3 separate regions of the Mus musculus genome follow, and regions 1 and 2 are each linked to region 3. The links are chromatin contacts, called in public ChIA-PET and Micro-C maps. All regions are on one chromosome and are shown on one strand. Each heading gives the region's core, a stretch centred on a gene start, on an enhancer-like site or on the middle of the called end of the contact. The rest is flanking DNA. Distances are from core to core; before and after follow the strand shown.

Region 1 (4,807 bases), core at 48-2,547, 130 kb after region 3:
TATGCCCCAGTAGAGGGGAACGCCAGGGCCAAAAAATGGGAATGGGTGGGTAGGGGAGGGTGTGGGAGGGTGTGGGAGACTTTTGGGATAGCATTGGAAATGTAATTGAGGAAAATATGTAATAAAAAAAATAAGAAAAAAAAAAAAAAAGAACACAGAACCACCAGCCCAGGTATGTCTTTACCCACAATGGGCTGGGCCCTCTCCATCAATCACTAATTGAGAAAATAAGGTTTTGTCTGCTTATAGCCAGATCTTATGAAAGTATTTTCTCCATCGAGGTTCTCTCCTTTCAGCTGACTCTAGATTGTGTCAAATTGGCATAAAACTAGCCAGCACTAGATAGCTCTTTCTAAAATTTTCATGGAATAGGCTATCACTGAAATAACCTTAGTCGGTAGAAGGCGCTGTTTCATCTGGCAGCGCTGCTGCTGGCGTCATCAAGACACGGTCAATGTCAGAGTGAATCCTGCCAGCTCCCAGACCCCATCACTCTTCGAGGATGCATGGACACCTTAACCCGGAACCCCCAAGCCTTCTGTTCCTGTTACCTGGGATTCTTCCTGCCTCCACCCCACGATGAAGATTGTGGGTGTGGTCCTGACGCAAAGCCCAAGGGTGCACGACACTGGGAAGGCCCTGCTCCCAGAGTCCGGAAAGCCCAGGGTTTTTTTTTTTTGTTGTTGTTGTTTTTTTTTTTTTCTCTTTTTTTTTTTTTATTAGGTATTTTCCTCATTTACATTTTCAATGCTATCCCAAAGGTTCCCCATACTCAGCCCCCTTCCCCATACCCACCCCCCAAGCCCAGGGTTTTACCTGCCTGTTTATGTGAGACCTTACCCGACTACATCGCAAGGCCACGCCCACCACTGGCCCCCCAAGTTTAGACCAGCCTCCAGCCCCAAAAACCCCGCCCTCAGAGACCCCACCCACCATCGGTCCACTGGCAGCTCCACGCGTCCAGAGCCCCGCCTTGAGCACCGAGGCCCCACCCACTCTGCCAGACCCCTCCCCCAACCCCTCCGCCTCCAAGTCTCCTCTTTCGCTCTCCGCCCTATGTGACTGACCAGGGCGCGGCCCCACGCCGCAGAGGCCAAACCAACCCCGCCACCAAGGCCCCGCCCACACGCCTAGAGTCCCGCCCACGAGGAGAGAGGCGCCGCCATACCGTTAAGGCTCCGCCCCCGTTCACGCGCAACGTCATGACCCCGCCTACAATGGCCCCTCCCAGTCACCGCTAAGGACCCCGCCCCACGCCGAGGGCCTGCCTCCAGGTCCCGCCCCCCGAGGTCCCGCCTTCCGGCCCCGCCCCCAGCCGCCCAGTTCCCGGGAGTGGCGGCAGCTGGGCGGAGGCGCAGCGATACCTCCGCCTTCGAGGTCTCTGCCGAAGCGCAGAGCCGCCTTGTCCCGCAGCCGACGGGCTCCGTCCCACGCCCACCGCCGAGGTCCGCGGCCGCCGGTAAGTGTGGTCCCCGCGGGCCCGGAGCGGCAGAGGCGTAGAGCTCGGGCGGTGGCGCGTCTGCTGCAGTGCGGGTACGGCCGCGCGTGGGTGTGGGCTTCAGACCCGGCCTTCTGCGCCTGGCAGGGTCCGTGCGAGCGGGCCTCGGGCCGCAGGTGGAGGTCGAATGGCCACCGCTGTCAGCCTAGCCGGCCCAGGGCCGTTCTGGAAGCTCAGCCTTTGTTGGGCAGGGCTTCCAGGTTCCCTAATGGTGTCCCAGCAGCCGGCGTGCACCAGCCAGCCTGCCCCTGCGCCGGCGGATAAGCCGCGGAGGAGGTGCTCACCCGGTGACAGCAGTCCCCATCTCGGGAAGCCTGTGTAGGGTTGTTGAGGACACCCCACCTTTAAAAGCTATTCCTGTGAAGTGTCAGGTGTCTTGCTTTTTTTCCCCCCTCTAGTGCTATTTGATCTCAGTGTAAAAGACCGAATTCAAAACTGGGCCAGTTGGTAAAGAGGGTTGATGCGCTGTAGAAGCAGGGACATTATCAGCAAGTAAATAGGAAGGCTGCTGATTGTCGGCTTTTACTGTGTTCATCATACTCCTTCCTTGTAAGCATGTTTACAACCGACTTCCGGATCCAGCAGATGGCTTTTGCGTCTTCACCTGAGCTTAGAAATTAGGAATGGGTAAGGCGAGAGCACTCCTACGAATGCTTTCTGTTTCAAGGTAAAGGTATCGGGTGCACGTGTGCATAGGGCTTTGCGTATTATCTTTTGTAGCCTCCATAGCGCTATCAGCCCACTGAACTGCGGTTGTATCTCACAAAAATAGGTGTTGGAGATGGCTTGTGAGAGGGGCTGTTTAGAGGTTGACCTAGCCATTGTATAACAGAACTGAGCCCGAATCCTATGCCTACCACTAATCCCTAATATCCCCATCTTTCGGCAGTAATGTCCCTTGTGGGACTCCAGTGTGTTTCGTAAGTGAAATCAGTGTAGAGCTGACACAGAAACTGTGTAGTGTTGTAATTCCCCATGCCCGTATTTTGAAGGGGTTCGCTTGAATAACCTCTGAGCTTCTTACCTGTGCAGTTGTGCCAGCATTGGGCCCTCACAGAGAAAGAACTGCACCTGCTGCCTGTTCATACCTGGCTGACAGCCTCCTTGCCAAGGGCAGCCAGGCGCTCTCTGTCATCCTGGACACTCACCGTCTCAGTGATGCAGCTCTTCCTGGCATCATGAGAGTCCACACCTGTGGGCTCCGAGGACTCCTTTGCTGATAGCTTGCCTTCCTCTTTCCTCTCTTGTCCAAACCAGACTCGGATAGCTCTGTGTGTGTGTGTGTGTGTGTGTGTGTGTGTGTGTGTGTGTGAGAGAGAGAGAGAGAGAGAGAGAGAGAGAGAGAGAAGAGAGTGTGTGAGTGTGTATGTGTGTGTGAGAGTGTGTATGTGTGTGTAAGAGAGTGTATGTGAGTATGTGTATGAGAGAGAGTGTGTGAGTGTGTGTGTGTGTGTGAGAGAGAGAGAGTGTATGTGAGTATGTGTATGAGAGTGTGTGAGTGTGTGTGTGAGAGAGAGAGGAGAGAGAGTGTGTGAGTGTGTATGTGTGTGTGAGAGTGTGTATGTGTGTGTAAGAGAAAGAGTGTATGTGAGTATGTGTATGAGAGTGTGTGAGTGTGTGTGTGTGTGAGAGAGAGAGTGTGTATGTGAGTATGTGTATGAGAGTGTGTGAGTGTGTGAGAGAGAGAGAGAGAGAGAGGAGAGAGTGTGTGAGTGTGTATGTGTGTGTGAGAGTGTGTATGTGTGTGTAAGAGAAAGAGTGTATGTGAGTATGTGTATGAGAGTGTGTGAGAATGTGTGTGTGTGTGTGTGTGAGAGAGAGAGAGAGAGAGAGAGTGAGTTGCAGCCAATCTTTGGGCTTCCTTTCTCAGGAAAGACATCCTTTTTATTTTGAGGCAAAGTCTCTCCTTGAGCCGGGAGCCCAGGTTAGGCCAGGCTGGTGGACAGAGCCCTGTGCTAGGATTACAAATGTGTACCCAGCACATCTGGCCTTTCTATCTGGGTTGTGGGGATGGTTCAGGTGCTCAGCACTTACCTGACTGAGCCACCTCCCCAGCCCAGACTCAGTCAGTATTCTAGCCTACCCTCTGTCACCTCATGTCAGCCTTATTCAGCTGCAGTTATTTAAGTAGTTCCTCAAGTTAGACTAGAGACCCAGTCCTGCTTGAGAATCTTTGTTCTGGGACACTTAATAAACAAACTATGCTTGGGATATTTCAGGACTGCTGTTGTATTGGAGTTCAGACTGAAAATTCCTTAGAGGAACAGGGGGTGGGGGTGGGTGCAGGGAGCTTATAGACTTTGTGGCTATAGCAACTTTGTAGACTTGGCAGAATAAAAGCACTGCTGCTCTGATCGCCACCCTTTCCTCCTGTTTTCACAAAGCAAGAAACCTAGTATTTCAGAAAAAAGCTTACAGGTCCTCCCGAGAGTGAATCTTGTGGGTTCATTTGCATAGGCAGCAGCAGCAGCAGTGTGGAGGGATGCGTCTCTCTGGGAACACACCCAGTACAGTGAAGGGAGCAGAGGGTGGAGCCTTGTAGAATGAGGGAGGCATTGGTAATGAGGAGAGCTTTACATGGGCAACAAGAGGATTCTGGGAGTGCCACGCGAGAAACTGGGAGAGGGAGAAGAATGAGAGTGAGAGACTGGACACTTGCAGGACAGAGGGACAGGCAGAGGCAGAGGACAGGGGCAGGCAGAGGACAGAGGGACAGACAGAGGGAGCAGGACAGAGGGACAGGCAGAGGACAGAGGGACAGGCAGAGGCAGAGGACAGAGGGACAGACAGAGGGAGCAGGACAGAGGGGCAGGCAGAAGACAGGGGCAGGCAGAGGACAGAGGGACAGACAAAGGAAGAGGACAGAGGGGCAGGCAGAGGCAGCAGGACAGAGGGGACAGGCAGAGGCAGCAGGACCTAGTGTGAGTGTGGTAGGTGAAGGGAAGGAGAAGTCTAGAGCCGTAGAGGAGCCACTTTGTACAGTGTGGGAAAATGAGGGAAGAGAGTGCTGAGTGGGTAGAATTCAGAGTTTAGTTTTTGTTTTTTGTTTTTTGTTTTTTTTAAAAAGCATTAATTTGGGTATAATTTTCAGACCATCAAATTCACCAGGTATATAATTCAGCAATTTTCAGTGGAGTTACAGAGTTGAGCAGTGATCGCCATAATCACATTTCCATGACCTCAAAATGACCCTGTCTGTCTGTTTCTGGTCCACCCAGGCAACCACTAACCTGCTTCCCATCTTGAGAGACTTGCCCACCTTGGATATTTCATCCAAATGGAGTCAGAGAATACATGATCTTGCTTGGC
Region 2 (4,492 bases), core at 202-2,701, 97 kb after region 3:
TGGTCTTTAGGAGAGAAAGCAGAAAAAGTTGTCCCGGACTCTGTAAATGTTACTCCCATTGCTGCCTTGATCACATAACCAAAGAAAAAGCGATTTAAGAGCGGGTTTATCCTGGCTCACAGTTCGAGAGTCCAACACTGTGGGGTCCTAACCACATGAGCATAAGACAGATGGTCAAACTGTGTGTGGGGGTTGGGAGGAAGGGGGCGGGGTTCCCGTGTATGCAGAGGTCAGAGGTTGACAAATGTCTTCTGCTATTCATCTCTTCCTGATTCTTTGAGGCAGGGTCTCTCACTTGAACCAGACCTTGCAGACTTGGCTAATCAGCTCGCCTCCGGAAATCCTGCTTCTGGGGTCACACAGCAGCCACACTGCCCCACGTTGTGTGGAGCGGGGATTTGAACTCTAGTCCTCATAACCTTCACCCACGGAGCCAGCTCCACAGCCTTGGCCCAGCTCACTTTCTCCGTTTCATTCAGTCCAGCATCCCAGTCCCTGGAACGGTACTGAGCTTAGGGTGGGCCTCCTACCCCAGTCAGCCTAACTGAGAAACTCCCTCAGAGACAGGCTGAGAGAGAGGTCTGTCTCCTAGATCCTCTCAAGTTAACATCACAGGCAGGCTAGGCCCCCACAGAGCTCACCTTCCTCACCTCATTTGAAACAGAAGGTGGAGTCCGTAATAAGAGGCTAAGGCAGTTTGGCCGGATCAGCTCGGGAAACGCTGAATCACTGTGAGTGAGGACTTAATTGTCCTTCAACCTCACAATCCCTAGCCAAGTAGGATCAGCACAGACTCGATTCCACCCAAGAAGGGAGGAGGTCTGATTGCGTGCCCACACTTAGACACGCCTGGAATTTTGTTCGTAGGTTCAGCATCTCCTTGGGAGATGACTCGCATAGACTGAGACCAATGCAGATCTATCTGCATACCCAGTACACTTGGAATAAACCAAAGACCGGCACTGAGGACTCCCGTACTACTCAAAACAGTTCGATAAACATGAGCCTTCTCTCCCACGTGGGGGCGCACCGAGACCTCCAGCCGCGAGGGCTCGCCCACACCTGTTCAGTCTACTCCCAGGCACTGTTCCCTGAAGTCCCTGAGCAAACCGCGGGGTGTGTTAAGTAATCTCAGAGCGAGTTCCGCAGAAGCAAACATTTGCATTCTGCAGAGAACGACGGGTTCTCGCCCAAGAAAATTACGGAGCATTTGTTTTCCTCCTTTTGAAGTTTCCCCAAAATAGTTGTTTCAATCCGACTGCCACGAGTCCTGCTGACCCCTTCCTTTGGGAGCAGCGCTTGTCCCTGACCACTGCTTAGCTCGGAACCAGGATCTCTACACTGGCCGGCGGGCGGGCGGGCAGGCGAGCGGGAGGAGGCGGACCCTTCGGGAACAGACGGCTCCTCCTCAGAGGGGAGGGACAGGCTTCTCAAGGCCTTGCTCTCTAGCAGTCGCAGCGCCGGGTCCCAGAATCTAGTCCTACGCCACGGTTTTGACCACGCGTGACCCGCTGCCCAGCCGGCCCGGCCATCAGGTGGTCCGTGTGTCCCTCTGACATGTCGTCCTGCAGCCGCGTGGCCCTGGTAACTGGGGCTAACAAAGGCATCGGCTTTGCGATCACGCGTGACCTGTGTCGGAAATTCTCCGGGGACGTGGTGCTCACGGCGCGGGACGAGGCGCGGGGCCGCGCGGCGGTGCAGCAGCTGCAGGCGGAGGGCCTGAGCCCACGCTTCCACCAGCTGGACATCGACGACCCGCAGAGCATCCGTGCGCTGCGCGACTTTCTGCGCAAGGAGTACGGGGGACTTAACGTGCTGGTCAACAACGCGGGCATCGCCTTTAGAAGTAGGTGTGGGGCTCCAGGAGGAGGTGTCCCGGGGTTTTCCGAGGGTGCTGGGCAGTGAGCCTCTGGGATCCGGAGGCTGCGCCATCCCGCCTGGGTGCACCCGGCTCGCGCTCTGCGTGGCGAGTTCCCCCGTGCGGTGACTCGGGTGCGGGCCCGCCCAGGCACCCCACTCCATGCCCGACCCGGCCGGCGGCCTGTGCGGGCCTGTGCTCCGCCGGAGGCCCTCCTTGGAACTTTCAGCTGCGCCTGTTTGGAAGAAAACCGGTCTCTTGGGAGGGGACCACGCCTTGTCAAGCTCATCAGCTTTCTGTCCCACGCACGAAGGCTTTTCTCAGAGAAGGGTCTTCCAAAAAAATAGGGTTGGAGCTTTCGCTTCGCGTGAAACAAGGGCGAATTCATAGATGCCAGTAGATATCTGCTGAGGACAGGAAATGGGTCGCCCGGACACAATTAGCGCCCTGGCACGATAGTGGGTTTCCTACCCGCTTTAATGGAGCGTTTTGAGAGGCTCTGGCAAAAAGGAAGCGAGCTCTGCTTCCCTCCTCCTCGGGGAACTAGGTTTGTTATTAAACTTGCAAGTGCGGTTTGGAAATCATCTTCCTTTAGGGGAAAAAAAACCCAAAAAAACAAAACAAGATCGCTTACTCTAACAAATGTCCAATTAGCAAAATTATCCAGTTGCCATGTGCTGGAACTGAAACAAACATTCCAGCTTCACTGAAAATGCTGAGAGAGCCGGAGACTAACGAGGGAGGGAGACTATTGTGCAGCCGAAAACTCTCCAGTTGGCCCTGGACACCCATAGGCGCCTTGCGTGAGAGCCAAGACACCCTTGTACCCGCACTTCCAAACTCTGGCATGTGGGCTTTGGGGAAGGGGAGGGGCGAGCTCACCACCTCAGCCACTCTCAGCGTTGTCGGATGGAAGGTTTGGTGAATTATGGCCCTGGAGGTTCATACTTAAATGTGGGCCATGTGTATGCAAATCTGAGCAGCAGCTGCCCCACCACACAAGCTGAGGTCTTACACCAGCCTCACCAGAGCATCTTTTCCCAACCTCCAGGAACCCTATTCAAGCTTGAGACAGGAAGATCAAAACTGAGTGTTCTTGAGACGCGACATGAGCGTGGCTGATGAGAAACTTGAGGTGTGGACCAGAAAGTTCTTTCCTTATGCTCTTAAGACCTTTAGAATGATCAAGTTCTAGTTTAAAGGTGTGTGTGTGTGTACTTTACAGATGTGTGTATCACCACACTCAGCAAGACTGTCCTAAAGTTAGTACACTTTCCCTTTAGCTGTTATGTGATGAGATCCAACTTGGCCACACGAGTTTCAGAGGAAAATGTAATTCTTTTTTCTTTTCTTTTCTTTTCTTTTCTTTCTTTCTTTCTTTCTTTTTTTTTTTTTTTTTTTTTTTTGTGTGCTTTTCAAAGTGGATGACCCAACACCCTTCGACATTCAAGCTGAGGTGACACTGAAGACGAACTTTTTTGCCACTAGAAATGTCTGCACTGAGTTACTGCCTATAATGAAACCACATGGTAAGTCCAAAGTAGGACTACTGTCCCTCGGGAAGTGGCCCTCGGTCCCTCAAATAGGGCAACCAACAGGGACCACTCAGGGCTGCCATTTGCTTGTGAGATGGAGGGTAAAAACTGCCTTATTTTATCAAGGTGTCTGGCTCTGTACTTGAGCCTTTTGGCTGTGGTTGTCAGAACCCTGTGGTACTGATCAGTTCTTGGGGTCTGTGTCATGAGCTCAACCTCCATCACAGACTGCAGCATGGCCCCAAAGGTCTGTGACAGTCTTAGAGAGTTGCCCTCCTGCCCCCGACATTGCAAGGATGGGCCCACCCCTGACTTATCTGCCATTATAACAGTCCTTCTGTTCCTTTCTTATGTCAAACAAACAAACGAACAAACAAACAAAAAGCTTATGAGAAGGTGTTTTTCTAAATGTTGTCAGCTGAGAGAATCCGAAAGAAGTAGTTTTTTGTGGGGAACACCTTACCTCCAGCCCATGAGGGTTCAATATTTATTATTAATTATCATTAGTTTCCTTCTAATGTTTATTGGGTGCCCACCATTATACCCAGCACTGGTAGTAAAAACTGGGCCCATCATATACAAGAGGACCCTTTCATCCACAGAGCCTGGAGCTGAGCTGGGAGATAGAGATTTTCTAACAAAGACTCTAAGGTGTGAGATGGCCAACTTGATAGAGAGAGGCACTTCTCTGGGGATTTCCCTTTTCTGAGATTGACTGTGGTTCTGAGGGGAAGCGCTGTTGTTTTGTTGTTGTTGTTTTTTTAAGGCTTTAATTTATTTTATGTATGAGTACTCTACCTGTATGTGCATCTGTTCACCAGCAGAGGGCATCAGATCTCATTACAGATGGTTGTGAGCCACCATGTGGTTGCTGGGGACTGAGCTCAGGACCTCTGGAAGAGCAGTCAGTGCTCTTAACCTCTGAGCCATCTCTCCAGCCCCCGGCTATTGTTTTTAAAAAACATAATGTTCAGGGCCAGAGAGAGAGAGTTCGGAGATTAAGAGCACTTGTTGCTCTTGCAGAAGACATGGGCTCAGTTCCCATGGTTTCCTGCACCTATATAGCTCACAGCCATTGGTAACTCCAGTTCCAGAGGAT
Region 3 (4,396 bases), core at 436-2,935:
GAACTCACCGCTGGACTAGGCCAGCTGGCCAGCGAGCCTCCTTAATTCTCCTGGTTCCACCTACATCCACTGGTTTCTGCCTATCCCCACCCCAGGCCCCGGGAAAACAGGCTGCCATCCCAGCTTGCATGCCGGTCGTCACCATCAGGCCAGCTCCCCAGCCGCATTTACTTAACTTGTAAAATGTAAACCTGTTAACACAGCCACATTTGTTCATCAGGAACTCTCAGGACTTCCCTAATGGCACACATGATAAGCAGCCTCGGGACTGAAACCTTGGGCCCACACCTTGCGCAGCACAGCGTGCGTCTCCTCGATGACGTCAGAGCATATTTTCTGGGCCACGCCCAAGCTTGTCTTCTCGTTTGTATCGGAGATGACTTCGCCAAGGAGCACCTTTTTCCAGGATGTGCTAGAGCAGAAATATTCAATAAAGTCATTTCAGCAGGTCCCCGTTACCGGAGATGGCACTCACTCTGCAAGATGACACACAGCACGCCCATTCTTCCGGAGCACAGTGAAGCTCGGCTCCTAAGCCGTGACATCATTCAGCTCCTGAGTGGGAGCCACCAGCACGGAGGAAGAAAGAGGAGCAGAGTAAATCAAGGGCCAGCTAGTCAGTCGGCTCCCGGCCAGCAGAGACTGGATTCTATTTTCACAGCAGTCCTGGGTCTGGTGGACAAGTCATTGAAGTCACACCCACCAGCTACAGGGGCACAAGGGGCAGAAACACAAAACCGGAAGGCCAGGCTCTGGCAAATGGCCACAAGACTCAGCAGCTGTAGCACTGTGTGCTCCTTTAAGGGAAAGTTTTTCCTAAAAGGTGACAGCCACAAACACAGCTCACTGCCACACGCCCTCCAAATGGAAGGAGTCTGCAGCTAGGCCATCCTCTACACCCAGGTGAGTCAGTCACTCACGGTGCCTTGGCTTGCAGAGGTGAAGGCTCTGGGGTGTGACTGGCAGCCCTAACCCCTTAGAAAGGGTGAGGAGCCTGAGCAAGATGAACGTCTACACTGGGTTCTTCTACCCGGCTCCTTTCACGAAAAAGGCCTTCAGCGGGGCTGGTTAGGACAGTTAGAGGGTTGTGGTTAGAAGCTTGCTTACCACAGGAAAAGCCACCCACTGGCAGATGTGCCCTGAACAGTGACAGCGCTGACAATACTCAGTCACCAGGGGTCACCTGGACAGAGGGGCAAGTTCTCAGAGCCACGCACTCTGGAAGGCTAAGGCCCCTGAAAGCAGCGGGGCACAGTCCACTCCTTCCCTCTAAATCCAAGCCTCCCAAACCCCTCAGCTTCACCAGGAAGTAGGCGCAGCTTGTACGTAATGCAGGGGAGACTTACAAGCGCTCGGCTTCCAGACACAGCAACTTGAGAGCCGTGAGTAGCCTCCAGGACGGCCCATCCCATCCAAACGTCAGATTTCTACAAAAGAGAAGCAGGCAACACCAAATGTGTCGCGTAGAAACGACTCCGTGGCAAGCACCCAAGGAAGCCAGCAGTGGCTTTGAACAAGTACAATGCTAGGTCACCTCCACACAGAGGCGAGAAAATCAGGCTGCGGCTACGACGAATGAAGCTGGGTAACACCAGCCTCTGTGTGGGTCACTCCACACAAACGGAACCTGCTCTGACTGCTCTGGGCTGTGCTGGCTAGTTGATGTCATCTTTACACAAGCTAGAGTCACCGGAAAGAAGAGAACCTCAGCTGAGGAACTGCCTCCCTCAGATCCAGCTGCAGAGCACCTTCTTAATCAGTGAACAATGGCGCAGGGCCCCGCCCACTGTGGGTGGAGTCATCCCTGGGCAGGTGGTCCTGGGCTCTATGAGCAAGCAGGAGGAGCAAGCCAAGAGGAACAAAACAGTAAGTAGCTGTCTTAGTCAGGACTTCTATTCCTGCACTAACATCATGACCAAGAAGCAAGATGGGGAGGAAAGGGTTTATTCGGCTTACACTTCCACATTGCTGTTCATCACCAAGGAAGTCAGGACTGGAACTCAAGCAGGTCAGGAAGCAGGAGCTGATGCAGAGGCCATGGAGGGATGTTCATTACTGGCTTGCTTCCCCTGGCTTGCTCAGCCTGCTCTCTTATAGAACCCAAGACTACCAGCCCAAGGATGGCACCACCCACAAGGGGCCTTTCCCCCTTGATCACTAATTGAGAAAATGCTTTACAGTTGTATCTCATGGAGGCATTTCCCCAACTGAAGCTCCTTTCTCTGTGATAACTCCAGCTGTGTCAAGTTGACACACAAAACCAGCAGTGCAGCAGCACCCCTCCATGGCCTCTGCATCAGCTCCTGCCTCCAGGCTTCTGCCGTGCTTGAGTTCCTGTGATGTGGAAGTGTGAGCCAAATGAACCCTTTCCTCCCAGACTTGCTTTTGGTCATGGTGTTTTATCACAGCACTAGTAACCCTAACTAAGACAAGGCTAAAAGCCATTTCCAATCAATTTCAGCCAGACACTGAACTTGGTCACGGGACCACAGCAAGCGGCCTGGTAACTACATCACACGTTTACAGTGAGATGAACACAGAGACCCTGGTCATCCCGGAGAGCAAACAGCCACTGTCGCTGTGTACCCAAAAAACCTGATTTTATCCAGAAAAGAAGACGTGAAAGAGCTGGGGATCCGGTGTAGGTCACCGTCCCTGATGTTCTGCTAGGGACCAGCATGGCCTGTGACAGCGCAGCTCCACCCCACCTGACCCGGGCCTGGGTCACGGACAGGACTGTTTCAAGCTTGACTCTCACCCCTTGAGTGCCTAGGACAACAAGCCCAACTTGCTACAGTCTAAGAGCTTAATAAACACCCACCTGACAGCCAACACAGAGACAGGAGGGTCACACTTACAGAAACCAGAGCCAGGAGTATTCCCATGGGAACTCCCTGAAGGGATAATTTCCAGACAGAAAAGCCTTACCCTGTAAAGCCATGATCCTTCAAAATGGTTATCTTCCTGTGGAGCTGCTTATCTGCTGCAGGGAGGAACTTAACCAGCATGTCTGCATTAGAGAGGAGACCATCAGACTTAGGATGTGATTCAGATAAAGCACATGCCCCTCTCCCTCCCATCAGCCGCCCACGATAACCAGAGTGTCTGCCAGTTCACACCAAGTGTCCTCTTTAGGACAGCTCGCTGAGATCCCGGCTCCCTGAAGAGCTGTGAGCTTTCCAAGGCGGAGGACAGAAGCACAGACGCGAGGCTCAGGCTGCCCCTAAGCACATCAACAGCCTAAGAGGAAGCCGCCAGAGGGTTAGCCCTGCTGGGGGCCAGCTAGGAACAGGCTGCCTCAGCACACGCCCAGGACGGCAATACTGCGTTACACCTGATTCAAAGCAGTCCCCGCAGCCGTGACCACAGCCTCAGCCTAAACTGTGAAGCCTGGCGGACGTTTCTGAAGGAGAGAGAAAGCAATGGCTCTTTTGTTTTTTGAGGTGATAGAAGACTTCCATTCTGTGTTTTAAAAAGAAAGAAAAGCAAGGATTTGGGGGTGTAACTCTGACAGAAGCAAGCTTTCCTTTTCCTTCAGAGAGGGCCTGCACATGCCAGACCAGGCAGGCCACTGAGCCAACCCCTGGGCCCTACTCCATGTTAAACATAATGCTTGTTCCATGTGTTTACACGGTGTACTGGCGAGTTTTGTGTCAACTTGACACAGCTGGAGTTATCACAGAGAAAGGAGCTCCAGCTGAGGAAATGCCTCCATGAGATCCAACTGTAAGGCATTTTCTCAATTAGTGATCAAGGGGGAAAGGCCCCTTGTGGGTGGTGCCATCTCTGGGCTGGTAGTCTTGGGTTCTATAAGAGAGTAAGCTGGGGGCTGGAGAGGTGGCTCAGTGGGTAAGAGCACTGACTGCTCTTCCGAAGGTCCTGAGTTCAATTCCCAGCAACCACATGGTGGCTCACAACCACCCGTGATGAGGTCTGACGCCCTCTTCTGGTGCATCTGAAGACAGCTACGGTGTACTTACATATAATAATAAATAAATAAATCTTTAAAAAAAAAAAGAGAGTAAGCTGAGCAAGCCAGTAAAGAACATCCCTCCATGGCCTCTGCATCAGCTCCTGCTTCCTGACCTGCTTGAGTTCCAGTCCTGACTTCCTTTAGTGATGAACAGCAATGTGGAAAGTGTAAGCTGAATAAACCCTTTCCTCCCCAACTTGCTTCTTTTCTTGGTCATGACGTTTTGTGCAGGAATAGAAACCCTGACTAAGACACACATGAACTGCTTACAGTCAGAGCCACCACAAGACAACTACAAGGACTCAGAACAGGCCAATCTCAAAGCCAGCCGGCTTCCTAACTCACTGGACAAGTCCCCACTCACACTTTTCTTTACAGAGAAATCCCTGCATGCATTTATCATGTGTTGTCAGTGTACCACAT

What was found. A called contact is a pair of places that touch in the nucleus more often than the background predicts. ChIA-PET counts read pairs in DNA pulled down with a chosen protein or histone mark.
Region 1: a contact with region 3 is called in an RNA polymerase II ChIA-PET map of memory CD8 T cells, with 10 read pairs. The contact joins the promoter of Dop1b here to the enhancer-like site in region 3. A contact is called at or near these places in 1 of 39 promoter capture datasets (macrophages), 2 of 484 Hi-C or Micro-C datasets (both in liver), 2 of 115 datasets of contacts at active chromatin or transcription factors (effector CD8 T cells and memory CD8 T cells) and 4 of 9 other capture datasets (adipose tissue, embryonic stem cells, liver and 1 more).
Region 2: a Micro-C map of B cells shows a contact between it and region 3, with 4 times the contacts expected there. The contact joins the promoter of Cbr3 here to the enhancer-like site in region 3. A contact is called at or near these places in 1 of 39 promoter capture datasets (epiblast stem cells), 3 of 484 Hi-C or Micro-C datasets (B cells and embryonic stem cells), 4 of 115 datasets of contacts at active chromatin or transcription factors (effector CD8 T cells, embryonic stem cells and memory CD8 T cells) and 3 of 9 other capture datasets (adipose tissue, liver and pancreatic islet).

What each region holds. Positions count from the first base shown.
Region 1 is chr16:93,710,610-93,715,416 of GRCm38.p6, forward strand. It overlaps Dop1b (DOP1 leucine zipper like protein B), which reads left to right and starts at 1,298. Exons shown (of 37, transcript NM_027293.1): 1 at 1,298-1,459.
Region 2 is chr16:93,681,768-93,686,259 of GRCm38.p6, forward strand. It overlaps Cbr3 (carbonyl reductase 3), which reads left to right and starts at 1,452. Exons shown (of 3, transcript NM_173047.3): 1 at 1,452-1,846; 2 at 3,280-3,387. The coding sequence starts at 1,558.
Region 3 is chr16:93,584,891-93,589,286 of GRCm38.p6, forward strand. It overlaps Setd4 (SET domain containing 4), which reads right to left. Exons shown (of 12, transcript NM_145482.3): 9 at 2,929-3,010; 10 at 1,347-1,427; 11 at 289-412. Among named protein-coding and RNA genes, the nearest start is that of Setd4, 17 kb to the right of the region's middle. Within about 2 kb of position 1,686, at least 118 of the 459 cell types and tissues checked have an H3K27ac peak or open chromatin away from gene starts, as enhancers often do. A contact at or near this core is called in B cells, effector CD8 T cells, epiblast stem cells and 1 more, where this site is marked.